Linked DNA regions of Drosophila melanogaster: region 1 is linked to region 2. Evidence: chromatin contacts called from public HiChIP or PLAC-seq data. All regions are on one chromosome and are shown on one strand. The core of a region is the stretch at or near the end of the contact, and the rest is flanking DNA. Distances in the headings are between cores, read along the strand shown. Region 1 holds the start of Scamp (scamp,). Region 2 holds the start of RpL37-1 (Ribosomal protein L37-1).

Region 1 (7,101 bases), core at 268-2,767, 310 kb before region 2:
TGGACCTGGATAAAAGAATGAAAATGTAGTTCATGCGTTGAAGTTGAGATGTGGATGGGAAGGAACCTAAATTATATAGATATTTGCAAACTGATTTGCATTGCATATAGGATTGATCTATATCAGGAAATCTATGTATTTCAGGACATCAGCATTTGGCAGAAAATAGTTGCCATGTGCGAGGATTGAAGCAGATGGTGCTGCGTCAGAGGAAATAACAATCTGGAGGTCTTATCTTGGGCGCCTTGAACTTGCCCCCCTGCTGTTAAACGAAAGTTTTGTTATTCAAATTGGTGCGTAAACCAAAGGTGATAAGGGACCAGCCCTTGGACAATGCTTGGAGATACCTATCTTTCTACCTAATTTACAATTTCCTTACGGAATTTTGGTCGGTTTTATGGTTTTTGAAATGGTTTTTAGTATTGAAATGATGCTATCTTTGTGTATTATCCCGACTGTTCAGACCTACAGTTGGGCATACAATTCGAATGGTGGTACGATGCATAAAATCATTTAGAGCGCCAAAGAGGCACTGAACCCACCTGAGCGCCCAGTTCGACGAGGGTCTCGATGAGCACGGCGGTCTGGACGGTCATGTGCAGGCAGCCGGTGATGCGGGCGCCCTTGAGGGGCTTAGATGGGCCGTACTTCTTCCTGCAGGCCATCAGACCGGGCATCTCGTTCTCCGCAATAATGATCGCCTTGCGTCCCCATTCCGCCAGACTGATATCGGCTGTCGAGTGGGATATAAAAGGGAGATAGGGTCAGATAAGCAGGCACTGTTGATTTATACACCATACGGTCTGAATTTCTACGTTTTTTGCCCCAGCAACAACGTGCTCTCCTCTGTTTTGTCTCTCTTTTAACCTCAGAAACATGTGCTCATGAATAGATGCAATTCACCCGCACATGTCGCCTGTTGCCGGCCGGAGATTCGATTCGAGAGTTTGCCATCCGTTTGGGTTTATTTATAACGCAACTCACCGACTTTGTAGCTGGGCTTCGACATTCTTGCAAGGATTGGATGTTTGACTTGGATGCGGAGCAGACAGAATCGCACACAACCGAATTGGAGACGCGGGCAGCGGTAAATGAATCGAATCGCAACCCAAGACACTAGAATTCCAATTGCGGAATGGCGGCCCCAGGGATGGGAACTGGTTCCACGCAGCTGGTTCAGCTGGAGCAGTTCCGATTGGCACGATTGTTGCCATTTAAATTTAAAATTCATATGATAACTGCTGGTTTACATCCAATTGTATATAGAATCTTTTCTTTTTGCTATCATTTTAATAAAATGTATTAATAGGTCCTAAAAAATCAGACCATTGTATACCAGTTATTCACATTTTTCAGAATTCTAGATTAATGTTAAATGTGTTAAATAATAAGTTTTTCTGCCAAAATGAATTTAATATGTAATTCAAATAACATTAATTCTTTAAAGTAATTCTTTCGATATTTGAGGCCTACACTTTGATTCCCAACGAAAGCTTATCGATGCTGAACCATCACTAAAACCGACATCGATAACTGAGCAGAGTCTTAGGGAAAATATACACAGCGAAAAGCAAAGTGCGAGTCAGTGCGTTTTTCTGGTCATTGAACAGCCGTATCCAAAGTAGAATTCCCATGTCCGGCTCCGGTCTCGACGAGAATCCCTTCGGGGAGCCCAATCTGGACAATCCGTTTGCGGTGAGGCGATAGAAGAGCTAGGAGAGAGAGCGCGGAAGCCGAAGAAAAAACCCATCGCACACACACGCACACGTACGCAAAGGTGGGGTGTTGGTGTGCGTGCCTGTGAGTGTAGTGTGTGTGTGTGTTGGGTGCATTCGTCACATATGTTGAATGAATTGGTTTCTGATTGGGATTTCCCGGTTTTCCCCCGCAGGACCCCGCCATCCAGCAGGCACGACGACTCCAGAGCGGCGCCGCCCTTGTCTCTCTTGAGGATTACAATCCATTCGAGGAGCAGGCCAAGCCGCAGCTGCAGATCAACTCAACGAACACGGCGGCGGTGGTCCAGCCGCTATCGCAGAACATTCCGCCCCCGCAGACCAGTTCCCTGGGCGCCTCGGCGCCTAGCACCAGCATACAGATCACCTCGGAGGAGCTGCAGGTAACCCACTTGGCCGGTCGTCTCGCGTTACCGCCCACACAACAGTGAGCACTCTGCGGTGTGCTGTGCCGGCATGGCCACATCCGCAATACTCCAAAAACCGCATATGTACATCCAAATACTCGGAAACAATCGAAATGGACCACACCACACAGTTACACTAAAAGTTTGCCCTAAAAGTCTGTACAGTAATCACTTTGCTAGAGTGCCGGGATTAGGGCAGGCATATCACATTTTACTCTCCATCAAGAGTCAGAAAGATAAGCGGGCTTATCTCGATCTGCCAACGATATATCCGCTTTGGAGCATTTATCTGGTTGAGACTAGAAGCGGCTGCCGCGCCGAGTCTTCACTGTGCAAACTGCGGTTTCTCTTGATTTACTTGGCTTCTTCGGCCCTACACAATAATTCAAGAAATACTAGTTAGTAGATCTAAATACATATGATTTGGAGGCTTAAGTTTGCACTTTATTCTTGTACAGAATATTTCCTATAGATAGGCCAAATGCCTGAGGTTAAGATAGAAGTTTAACAAACTCAAGATTTGGATGTGAATTCCTATCATTGAATTTCGCCTTTGTTTTCCCAAATATGTAAATGAATAAGATTTAAAGTATTTACCATATACGGCCAATTTATTAAGTCATACAAAATGTATATATAAAACAGTCGATAATCATATGATTTTCATTGTATCCAGCGCCGGCAGGAGGAGTTGGACCGCAAGGCCGCCGAACTGGACCGCCGCGAGCAGCAGCTACAGGGCAATGTGCCGCAGCTGAACAACTGGCCACCGCTGCCGGATAACTTTTGTGTAAAGCCGTGCTTCTACCAGGACTTCGAGGTGGAGATACCGCCCGAGTTCCAGAAACTGGTCAAGCGATTGTATTACATTTGGATTTGTGAGTATTGGTTCTTTATGGCTGTGTTTTCTACATGTTTTCGCTGATAAGCGGTGCCATAGGTTGTGGAATTAGTCATCGCGTGTCGTCTACAGGCCGATGCCATTATTAATCAGATATAGCTGAATGGCTAATGGTCTTGGATGTGTGCGTGCCTTTGTGCAGAATATGCTTGCAAAGAGGGGAGCATGAAATTTGTTTGATTTACATGTTATCAGTATTAAGATAGTTTTTAAATGCATTTCTAGCATTATTTACTGCATGCATAGTATATAGTATATAATAATGCTTTCCCCTACAGATTATAGCATTATGCTGATTGTATGTGTCTATTTTGAATACTTTCTCCGACAGTTTACACCATGACGTTGTTGGCCAACGTGATAGGCGGTCTAATTTTGCTGTTCCACGCTGGCGAATTCGAGACCTTCTTCCTGGCCATCTTCTACACGATGCTCTTCTCGCCCGCCTCCTATGTCTGCTGGTGAGTTTATACCTGGAAGATTCTTAAAACATGAATAATGTGATGATGTGTGATTAATTTTCAGGTTCCGACCGGCGTACAAGGCATTCCGCAACGATTCGAGCTTCAACTTCATGGTCTTCTTCTTCATCTACTTCTTTCAAACGCTGTACTCGATTGTGCAGGCGGTGGGCTTCAACAAGATGGGCTACTGTGGCTTTATTACGGCCATCGGGCAGTTCGATGGGCAAGCGTCGGGTATTATCGTCGGCATTCTGCTGTTGAACGTGGCATTCTGTTTCACAGCGGTGGCCGTGGCCAATGTGCTGATGATCACAAAGATTCACTCGATCTACCGCAGCACAGGGGCCAGTATGGCCAAGGCCCAGGCGGAGTTCACCACCGAGTTTCTGCGCAACCAGCACGTCCAGGAAGCAGCCTCCTCGGCCGTTAATACGGCCATCAATTCGCAGTTTAACAACAGCAGGTACTAAGTGACACTCTGCTTTCCGGGGATCTAATCAAATCAAAAGGAGAATCAATCAATCAACCACGAACTCAAGCAGCACTCATCCTGCTTAACTGGGACAGAAAAAGATGATGATAGCCGCGCCAGAGAGAGGGAGATGGAGAAAGAACACTTAATAAACATTGAAATAGCTTAACACGAAATGAAAGTAAAGAAAAACATGAAACTAAAGCTAGCATTGGAGCATGGAACTAATAACTATTTGCTTTTGTGCATAAACAATTCCTAGAATGCCGTCGTCTTTATTACAAATAATTACTGTAATGATAACACAGAAACAACACACAATGCATAAACAATATTTATAAACGGAACAAAACCGAACTTGGAACTAAACTGAAAGTGAAAAAAAAACCAAACAAAAAGGAGAAAACAAAAAAACAAAAGGAAAACTAAAGCGGCCCACGATGCCTTCGACACGCAGCTGCAGCGGATCAAGTAGACAGGACATCTTAATCGCACGATATATGCCTCCAAATACAAGTATCTAGACTAAATTATTGTGTGTCTGTCTCTGTCCTGTGGAATAATTCGATTCTGATACTAACCCAGATTAATCAGGCGAAAGGGATGACACTGATGACGATGATGCTGCTGCTGCTGCTGCTGATGATGATGTTTTCTAGTTCTTTAAGTCATTAAAACGATATAGGAATAACCCCACTCCCTCGCACACGCAACACACACACACACACACACTCACATATATACGATCTTATATATATAACAAACATAATATAAATAATATATTTAACGCTTACATTATAGAACTTTATCTCTCGTCGCCTCGACCAGAGAGACAACAAGAAAGCGAAATTCATTTTTCATCCAAGCTGTGCTCCTACGCCCACTGCTCCACTGTCCCCCTCTCCTCCCTCCCCCCTGTTCCATGTCCCGACCCCCTTTTTCCGCCGTCACTGTCCTGCACTCACATAAAATGTCGTGTTTTTTTGTAATCGTAATTGTTATATATTATCTATTATCTATGTACATGAAGACAGCATATAAAATATATTGATTCACTTAAGTATTCACATTTTTTAGATACATTTTGTTCGTTTCTGTTTTGCTTGCAAGTCAAACTTATTATGTTACGACCTATTTAAAACTGAATTGAGAATAGCTAATGACGATCTATGGATGTGTATTTAAAATTCAAGCAAAATTTATGATAAATTCCAAAATAAATATAAAATACTTATAGATGTACAATAAGCATTGATTTTGAATTTATGGGTTGTTTGGTACTCATTTCTAGAGAATTCAAATGCATAATTTGGTGCGTAATTAAAGGGGTATAAAGACTTTTGAGATATTCATATTATTTATCTGCAAATCCCAGCCTTGAAACGCAATAATCAGGCTTAAATTCTTGGTTTATTACTGCTGGTTATCTGCATGGAGGTATTTACACAATTTATATAATAGATAGAACTGCCATCAATGCTTGTGTTTATATTAGTCAGTTTGCTTATAGATTTTAATCTTGAGTTTGTTTTGTATAAATAAATTCCAATAAAATTGAAAACCCCACAAAATGACTGGCAAATAGTTCGGATTACCGCCATAATCGACTCTTAATTAAGAGGAAATGTACAATGTCATTTAAAAGTGCACGAAGACCTTTGATTTCGAGAACTCATTCGATGGAAAATCAATTAGCAAGAAGAAAAGTTTACGTAAGCCAGTCGGTAATTAAGACGATTGAACATGGTCGAAAGTGAATGTTCCTGGAAATGCATAGTTACTGCACCCACGTCGCATTAGAGCGATGCCCACATACACGCCCACATCTTGTAAGGCCATCTCGGATTGATTTTGGGGCATGGAATCGGATTTGGTATGCCCATAAGTGTGATGTTTGTCAACGAAAGATGCAAATTTTATTTGGCAAATGTGGAATTAAATCAACAACGGGGCGTACACACTCAGCCATGAAATATGTGTGCTAGACATTTACAGATAAACATATATGAATATATACATCGTCCAGATATACATATATATGTACATATATGTATACTTATCGCCCTCCTTCTAGTTTGGGCAAAAATTGCGCATACGCCACGTTGGTGGAATATTTGCAACGATTTGTTTGCCATTTTGCTGGCAATCGAGAGAGCCGCAGAGCAGTCTATGAATAGAATTGTAGAATCGCTTGGAATGGTTTGAATGGTGGGCAAACCCACTTTCGGGTGGCATTTTGTGGGCGGTGAGCGAGCATGATGAGCAAATATGCTCGAGAGTGCTGCAGACACAGATACAGATGCAGATGCAGATGCGGATGCGAATGGGGATGCACTGCATCGTTAGTGGCAAATCCTTTTTGGCACACTTCAGTCGAAAGCCTGCATCACTCACGTGTTGCAGCTGGATACTCAGCTATCCGCACATGACCACCAAAACCAACCATGCCCCAATCAACCACCTGGTCCAGCCCACGTGGGCGTTGAATTTACCCAAGTAAATGGTACATGAGCGTGCTTGAGTCGTCTGGGCGGGATCGGGTATCAGGGCTTGGGCTGGACGCTAATTGCTGACAACGATTTGCTATTGATTGCATTTTCACGCTGCTTGCGTGCCAAGAGCTCACGGAGCGAAGTCAAAGGACACGCTGTGACAAGGTAACCATATTGATTTTGTGTCGCGCCAAGAATACCCAAGTAGTGCCACGTAATGCAGCTGACTCTCTAGCCGAAACTTCATCCCAGTTATGGTGCCGAAAGCTAGGGTTGCGCTCAATCAAACTCATTTATTAATATTTTTTTATATTTTTAAAGATGGATCAACATGTATTTCTACAATCAAAACTAATGAAGTTACTTTTGCATTCTGCATATAATTTTCTGAGATTTGCCAAGCTTCTCTTCTCTAATATCTACATTACATTTAATTGTTGAAAAATATATAAATTTTAAATAATAAATATGGAAGTAGGCCAAAGCTTGATGTCAGTCTATCTTTCCAGGGATTAATTGCCTTCGGTAAGTGCGTTTTTTGGTGAACTAATTGCCCGACAAGTGATACATTCCAAATGGACTCTAACCCTTAACCCTTTCACTTGCAAAGTAGCCACACAGTTTTCCCG
Region 2 (6,854 bases), core at 686-3,185:
CGGCCACTATTGACCAACCATGGTCATCACCATCAATGTGGAGCGGCAGTAGCCAAACGAACGATAGTGGCCAGCAGCAGTCGGCGTAGAGATCGGATTCGGATTCGGACTTGGATTTGGATTTTGATTTGGACTCGGGTTTTTGGTTTTGGATTTGGATTCAGATTCGAAAATCGCGATCTGAGAACTGCAATGCGAGCGCAACAACGAAACGTTTTTTGTTTAATTTTAGCATCAGTTTTTTTTCGCGCATTAGTTATGTAAGCCACAGATGGAGAAAAAAGGGGTTCGGAAAATGTAAGGAGAAAACTTTTCTGTTTATAGTGAAAAAAAGAGAAATGTTAAAACATCAGCGCAAGAGATCATTTAACTTGCAAGTCAGTACTTAGCTATATAATCGTATGCTATGTTTATTTTTTGGGCTGAAACTCAGAAATCTTCGGAGACTTTAGAACCTTTGGTTAAAGAAATATACATTTGAGAACTTTTAGGAACAAACATTCCATAAATCTATACAAAAAAAAAACTTGAATCTCTTCTTGACAATTTGTTTAAATGTTTACCAAAACTTTGTGGTTTTTAAAGTCCCGGAGTTTCGGGTACGGTCCCATTTATAAGTATATATGCACTCGTGCTAAGATTTGGTCCGAACTCGTATAATTTATTCGCAAAGCTTTCATAAGGTTCTTAGTTAAATTTTCTTTATGAATTAGTTGTATGTAAAGGCGTGAAAAAGGGCAAAAAGGCGAGGCGTAGTAATTAGTTGCAAGGCACCACCAAGTCCACCCACATCCACACCTCCCCGAAGGTCACTCCACCCCATTTCCCCTTCACCCAGCAAGCAGATCACACAGCTGCAGCCAAATTATGTGCAACTTGGTTTCGTTTGAGGTCTCAAGCCCAATCGACTTGCTCATAGTCGCAAATTAGTTACGTAAACACTTACACTAGATAGAACTACCCATCCATTCCACAAGAAAAAATCCATAAAAAAAAATTCAAAAACAAATCACAAAACTCCAATCGGCAGCAGCAGCAACAGCAAATAATATCGTAGTACGCGTGCCACACCGAACATAGTGTATAAATATCTGCACAGGATCGAAAGAGTATATATATTATTATTAGCCCCAACTCACCAAGCTACACCATTTCATTATGTTTTTGTACCTACCCATTATATATCGCCCTGTATTTGTATTTCTAGAGTCTTGTAATTTGTAGATTTTGTTTTCGCGTGTGTATCGTCGAGCGGTCCAGTGCTAAAATGTCGCTCAGTATGCAATATTATTTGAATTTCGTGCATTATTTCCAATGTAAATAATAATAATTTATTTCATAAATAAAACAATGAATATTTTTACTAAACAAGATTTGGATTTTTACCTTTCTGGTTGGTTTTATTATTTCCAATAAACGAAGTTTGTAAATGAACGAAATACAAATCATACTTCAAAATTGGCGGGCAATAATAAGCGCCATCTATTGGCCTTTTGAAGGAACAGCTGATTTAACATATGGTGTCGCTGTTAAAATGCCAACTTGCCAAGTGCTGTTGTGCTATCGAAATGGCAGCCGATAGTAGTGCTGTTAGGCGCAAGTCCGCTGTTATGAGAAATTTATGTAATTGGTATTTTTTGATACGAGGCTGTTAATTTTGATAACTGTTGTAATAGAAACAATAATAGGTTCATTAAATCGGATACATTATGTGTTCTACAATTACGTAAAGTGGCTGTACATTAATGCAGTGTTTTTGTAGTTCAGTATATAATTAAATTTTCTATCCGTCTGGCAACTCTGCGGCTGCTAGGCCACCAAATGGCTACACCATAAATACCAACTTTCGGTATTTAAGCAACCCTGCGGACAAAAACTATCGATACTCGCGCAACGCGGCCACACTAATCTCTGCTCACCACCAGCGTCTCTTCTTCTTCCCTTTTCTTTTTGCTGCGCTTCCGGAGAAGTCGTCTTTGCTAGAAGCCACGTGCTAAATTTGTAGCTTGCAAGTTTCGTTCGATTCTTAAACCGTTCGCCACGAGAGATGGTGCGTACAATGTGCTCGTTAAACCGAAATACACTTGCCCTGCCAGCCAGGCAGCCTATTTCGAGTGTTTTCCCTTATATTTTTTTGAGTGTGCCGTGCAAGCCGAACTGCTAATACCCTGCGTGTTTCCATTACAGACGAAGGGTACCTCCAGCTTTGGTAAGCGCCACAATAAGACGCACACCCTGTGCCGTCGCTGTGGCCGCTCCTCCTACCACATCCAGAAGTCCACTTGCGCCCAGTGCGGCTACCCCGCCGCCAAGTTGCGTTCCTGTAAGTCAAGATGCCCCAATCCCCGCCCAGTAACCAGGTTAATAATTGTATTCTCCGCACACTAGACAACTGGTCCGTGAAGGCCAAGAGGAGGAAGACCACCGGCACCGGTCGCATGCAGCACCTGAAGGTTGTGCGCCGCCGTTTCCGCAACGGATTCCGCGAGGGCACCCAGGCCAAGCCCAAGAAGGCCGTGGCCAGCAAGTAGGAGGCTCTGTGTGTCCCAAGATGTATATCCCACACCGGGCTATATGGACGGAGATAGCAGCTGCTCCCTTAACCGCAGATAACGACAGCCTCCAGTTGATCAACGTGTACACACCATCTAAAATCCACTGAAAATGGCCCCTCAACATGGCTAATAAATCGCTCGAGCGCTAATAAATGAACGTTTTTTTTTATTAAGTGAAACTGGTGAATATTTTTTTATTGTTTGTGCAACAAAAGTGAAATGTGACCGAAAAGCGATCAAAAGATAGCGTGTAAATGGCCAAGATCCATAACCAAATGCTTGTAGGGCTGATTTCCTCGTGGTTTTCGCAAAAATTGTTAGTGTTCGCTGGTAGTCGAATACTTTTCCAGGGCAGGCTATCCACGTAGCTTTTATTGAAAACTAAAAAAGAACGCTTTAATAAACGCAGTATAGTCAGCTATAAAATCCAAGAGCTTCGGTAACTAAACCAAAAGCATGGCAATTCATACCACAGCTCAAATGTAAATGAAAATCGCTTTCTGTGCTATAAAAACTTCTAATTAGAATATATCGTTTCCAAAAACAGATTAAGAACCATATAAATCGTTCAAAGTTGCGAAAAACGTGTTCTCGCCATAAGATGATAGTTTCTGTTTACTATGAATTGTAATTCTTTGTTTTTAAACGTAGCCCCATATATGGTAAAACATATGATAGAACTGCAGACACAACAAAAATTATTAACTATATGTGCCTTGCTTCGATTTGTAGCAATTGAAATGGTTGCAGTTAGTACACGAGCAGTTATTCTACAATAATTCATAAAAAACACTTTAAATTGCCATTCTAAAAATGAAATATATATCTGACAAGATTCAACAGAAGCAAAACAGCAAACAATGGCCAAAATATTGACAATCTGTCTTAGAAATATACATTTGATATTTATAAATATTTATTTCCGTTTACATTTCCTAACGATTTAAGATCAAAACCTTTTACCTGCCACTTGCTTTAAACAAATTCTAGTTACAATCGGCTTAGGTAGCACGCAGAAATTAATATTTATTTAATTGGGGCTCATTTTGGTTTTCTTATGTGCATCAAATAGAAGCATAAAACAACAATTGTCTGCAACAAGCAATTTTCCATATAGCACACCTAGTACTGAATTACACAGAAAGCATAGGATTTTTTACAGAAGCTGTTTTGCTTTGCCACCAACACTACGGTAAAGGTATAGAATTTATTAGTATTAGAATTGAAATAAGTTTTCGTTCTTACAGTTTTATGGCATTGGTAATGGCGATCCAGTGGCTGTAAACCTTAACCAATTTTAACCGTGGCTACTCAAACTGTAGTCGGGCTTTTATCACATTTCAGTCACTCCAAAACTGTATGCTCTGAATTCGAATATTGCATACTTTCAGGAATTCATTCACACCAAACGTTTGCAAACGCTTAAAGGTTTTTTCGTAACATATTTATATATTTTATTAATTAAATTACCATTTAAAAACTGACATTCGACCTCGCTTAAGGTAACGTAAGTATTCTAATAAACATGGGCACCGAGAGTCTGCGTCCAGGGCCCCAATATCATGTGAATATGATATGACATAGGGTTCCCCAGCAGAGACTACCTCTCGAGGCCCGGTTTAGCAAGCAAGATAATATCGTACATCAAGCAGTGATTGATTAATTGGTTTATGACTACGAATCGGTTCGGTTCGGTTCTTAATTGTCGCTCGTTTTGACTAATAGTACAATTTACAATGTATAAAGCGTTCCACTAAAACTAGGGGCTGTCTTGGATTCAATTCGGGGAAAAGGCTGTGGGATGTGATGAGCACATGGACGGATTGGATGCGATTCTTTTTTTTTTGGGGGGGGGGGGGGGGATTTCGCTGGGGATCACTAAACATATTGCCACTAAATGCTAAGACATTTACAAGTTATACATAGCTAAGAAAGAGTGTGTGCATCCAGACTAATCCGAGTGCGGATGATGCGATTGTAGGAGGGCAGTGCTGCTGGGCTGTGAGGCTAGTGTCGTTGTCGTCGCATCCTGGGACTCTGCCGCCTTGGCTTTGCTATCCTTTACCACCTTTGCCGCCGTGGGTCGCTTGATCAGCAGCTTCTTTAGATTCTGGAACGGTGCATCGAAGAGCACCGTCAGGGCCACGGAGGCCAGGAAGATCGATATGAATTCGTTGGTATCGAGCTGCGTTGAGCAAATAAAAAACAACAAAAAATACAATTCTCTATAAATGCTAGACCTGGGCGAATACCTACAATTATCGAAACAAAGTTGTAGTAGTGGTGAATGTGACGCCTTCGGCCGACATTAAAGAAGAACACGGGGAACTGCGTCAGGTAAATGGCATACGATAGCTTCGTGGACACCTGGAAACCGCGCCAGGCAAACAGCTTCGTCAGTTTATCTGATTGGAATAACACAAAAATAAATTAACAACTCGAAAGCGTGGATATTCTTTCACAACACCCACTTGTGTATCCATTATGGGAGACAAAGACGATCCAGGAGAAAAACAAACACCAGGCGATCGGCGCAAAGGCGGCGTATATAGCTGCATGGGTGGAATTGTACACGTAGTTGATGTCACCCATGGGCGCTGGTCCCAGCAGAGAGGCGAGCACACAGACGGTGGCCACCAGCCAACCAAGTCGCAGCTGCAGGCTGCTCAGCCGGGCATTCTGGTACTTGCGCAACACATAGCCCAGCAGGATGCCCATGATGTAGACCGTGGAGCGGTGGGGCGGGAAGGAGTACATGTAGTCGGCGGTGCGGAACAGGCGCTGAATGCTAGGAAGGAATATCACAAACATAACGATGCAATTTTCAGATCAGATATTTGCACTTATGACCAAACTCACTTGGTACCAAAGTAGATATAGTTGGATAGCTGGTTGACAATCGTGGTGTAGTACCTAGCCGCCGTACCCACCGTGCAGAGCAGCAGCAGGGCGAAGAGGCCACGTCTTGGCCACCGCCACAGTGCCAGGATGAGGAGTGGAGCCACCGCAAAGAGTTCCGTATCGATGCCCAGATGGTGCGTGTGCGTCAGGCACATTTCGCTGAATCCGAAGTAGTTGTGAATGAAGAGCAGGTTGCGCCACCAGTTCTTCTTGCAGATGTCCGCATGGTGGCCCACCACCAGATTCCACTGGGGTCCACTGCCCCACAGAGGCAGCACATACGTGCAGAAGAGTATCAAGGCGGCCAGGGGCGGAACAATCCTGCAGCGGGTAAACCAATGCGATTAGTACAAGCAATTAACTCGTAACATTTAACTACGCCCACCTCATCAGCCGACTAATGTACTCGTTCTTCAGCCTGATGGGTTGCTGCTTCATGAGGCGACCAAAGAGGGAGTAGGATGTCAGCATTCCACTGAAGAGCAGGAAGGGATCCGTGTACAGGGAGGCAGCTCGTCCAATGACCGTCCACGGCTGACCCAGACTCTCTGACATGGCGGTGCGATTGTTGTACGGATTGAAGAACATGGCCATGGACTTGTGCGAAAAGATCAGCATGATGGCGTTCAGGAAGCGGATGCCATGCACCGCTTCAATGTCTCCGGGAGCACTGCTCGTGCTGAAGAGCCAGCGCAGGTTCTTGTCCAGCGAGAAGGCCGTGAACCAGGGATCTGAAAATGGAATCACCCTTAGATATATGACTGCTATACGACGGCTGAGGCTTGGAGAGCTCACTCTGCTTGGGCTGCGACTTGGTGGACCGATCGTAGATGGTGGACAGTACGGCCACGGAGAGCACGAGCAGAAAGAAGCGCACCGCCCACGTGGTGTTCCGATCCCAGGGCCGCTGATCGCGCACCTGGCACATCTGGGGCTCCACGCGCACATTGAAGGTGATGCCCGTGGAAGCGGTCTGGTTGCCCAGATACTCGGCCACACTGTACTCCACATCGCGGGCGGAGCAGCCGGAGGGCACACAGAGGCCCCAGTTGATCAAGGAGTAGCGGGGCACTCGGTGGCCGGGCTGGAATTGGAAGAAAAGTAAACGCTTAGAGCGGATCGTTCGCTTGGCGATGAATGGCAAATGACGCAGGAGAATCGCTCCATCCTCGCCAGGTTAATTGCTGTGGAGTCTCTGACCTACACTTTTTACACTTACTCTCGAAAACATAAAAACAATGACTAGTTGAACGGGATTCGAGGCAATTCAATTAAGCCAGGTCGCGTTTGTTCCGCCCATATACTTGATAATTTTGCAATTAACATTATCTTTATGTGTGTTCTAAACTAAGTGATCTTTTCAACGGTAAATTACGTGTTTACATCGGTTTTTCAATT

The links. HiChIP or PLAC-seq counts read pairs in DNA pulled down with a chosen protein or histone mark.
Region 1: a contact with region 2 is called in an H3K27ac HiChIP or PLAC-seq map of the Kc167 cell line, with 6 times the contacts expected there. The contact joins the promoter of Scamp here to the promoter of RpL37-1 in region 2. A contact is called at or near these places in 3 of 107 Hi-C or Micro-C datasets (the Kc167 cell line and eye imaginal disc) and 1 of 6 datasets of contacts at active chromatin or transcription factors (the Kc167 cell line).

Annotation. Positions count from the first base shown.
Region 1 is chrX:15,444,299-15,451,399 of dm6, reverse strand. Scamp (scamp,) reads left to right here and starts at 1,517. Exons shown (of 5, transcript NM_167442.2): 1 at 1,517-1,695; 2 at 1,892-2,541; 3 at 2,820-3,021; 4 at 3,376-3,505; 5 at 3,570-5,221. The coding sequence starts at 1,633. The coding sequence ends at 2,167. It overlaps Ahcy (Adenosylhomocysteinase), which reads right to left and starts at 1,139. Exons shown (of 3, transcript NM_001298339.1): 1 at 985-1,139; 2 at 543-733; 3 at 1-5. The coding sequence starts at 1,009.
Region 2 is chrX:15,134,448-15,141,301 of dm6, reverse strand. RpL37-1 (Ribosomal protein L37-1) reads left to right here and starts at 1,935. Exons shown (of 3, transcript NM_132777.3): 1 at 1,935-2,050; 2 at 2,188-2,323; 3 at 2,389-3,432. The coding sequence starts at 2,048. The coding sequence ends at 2,531. CG9095 reads left to right here. Exons shown (of 10, transcript NM_132778.2): 10 at 1-1,365. The coding sequence ends at 13. drd (drop dead) reads right to left here. Exons shown (of 9, transcript NM_001038756.2): 4 at 6,252-6,540; 5 at 5,842-6,187; 6 at 5,415-5,777; 7 at 5,027-5,343; 8 at 4,812-4,960; 9 at 3,991-4,740. The coding sequence ends at 4,507.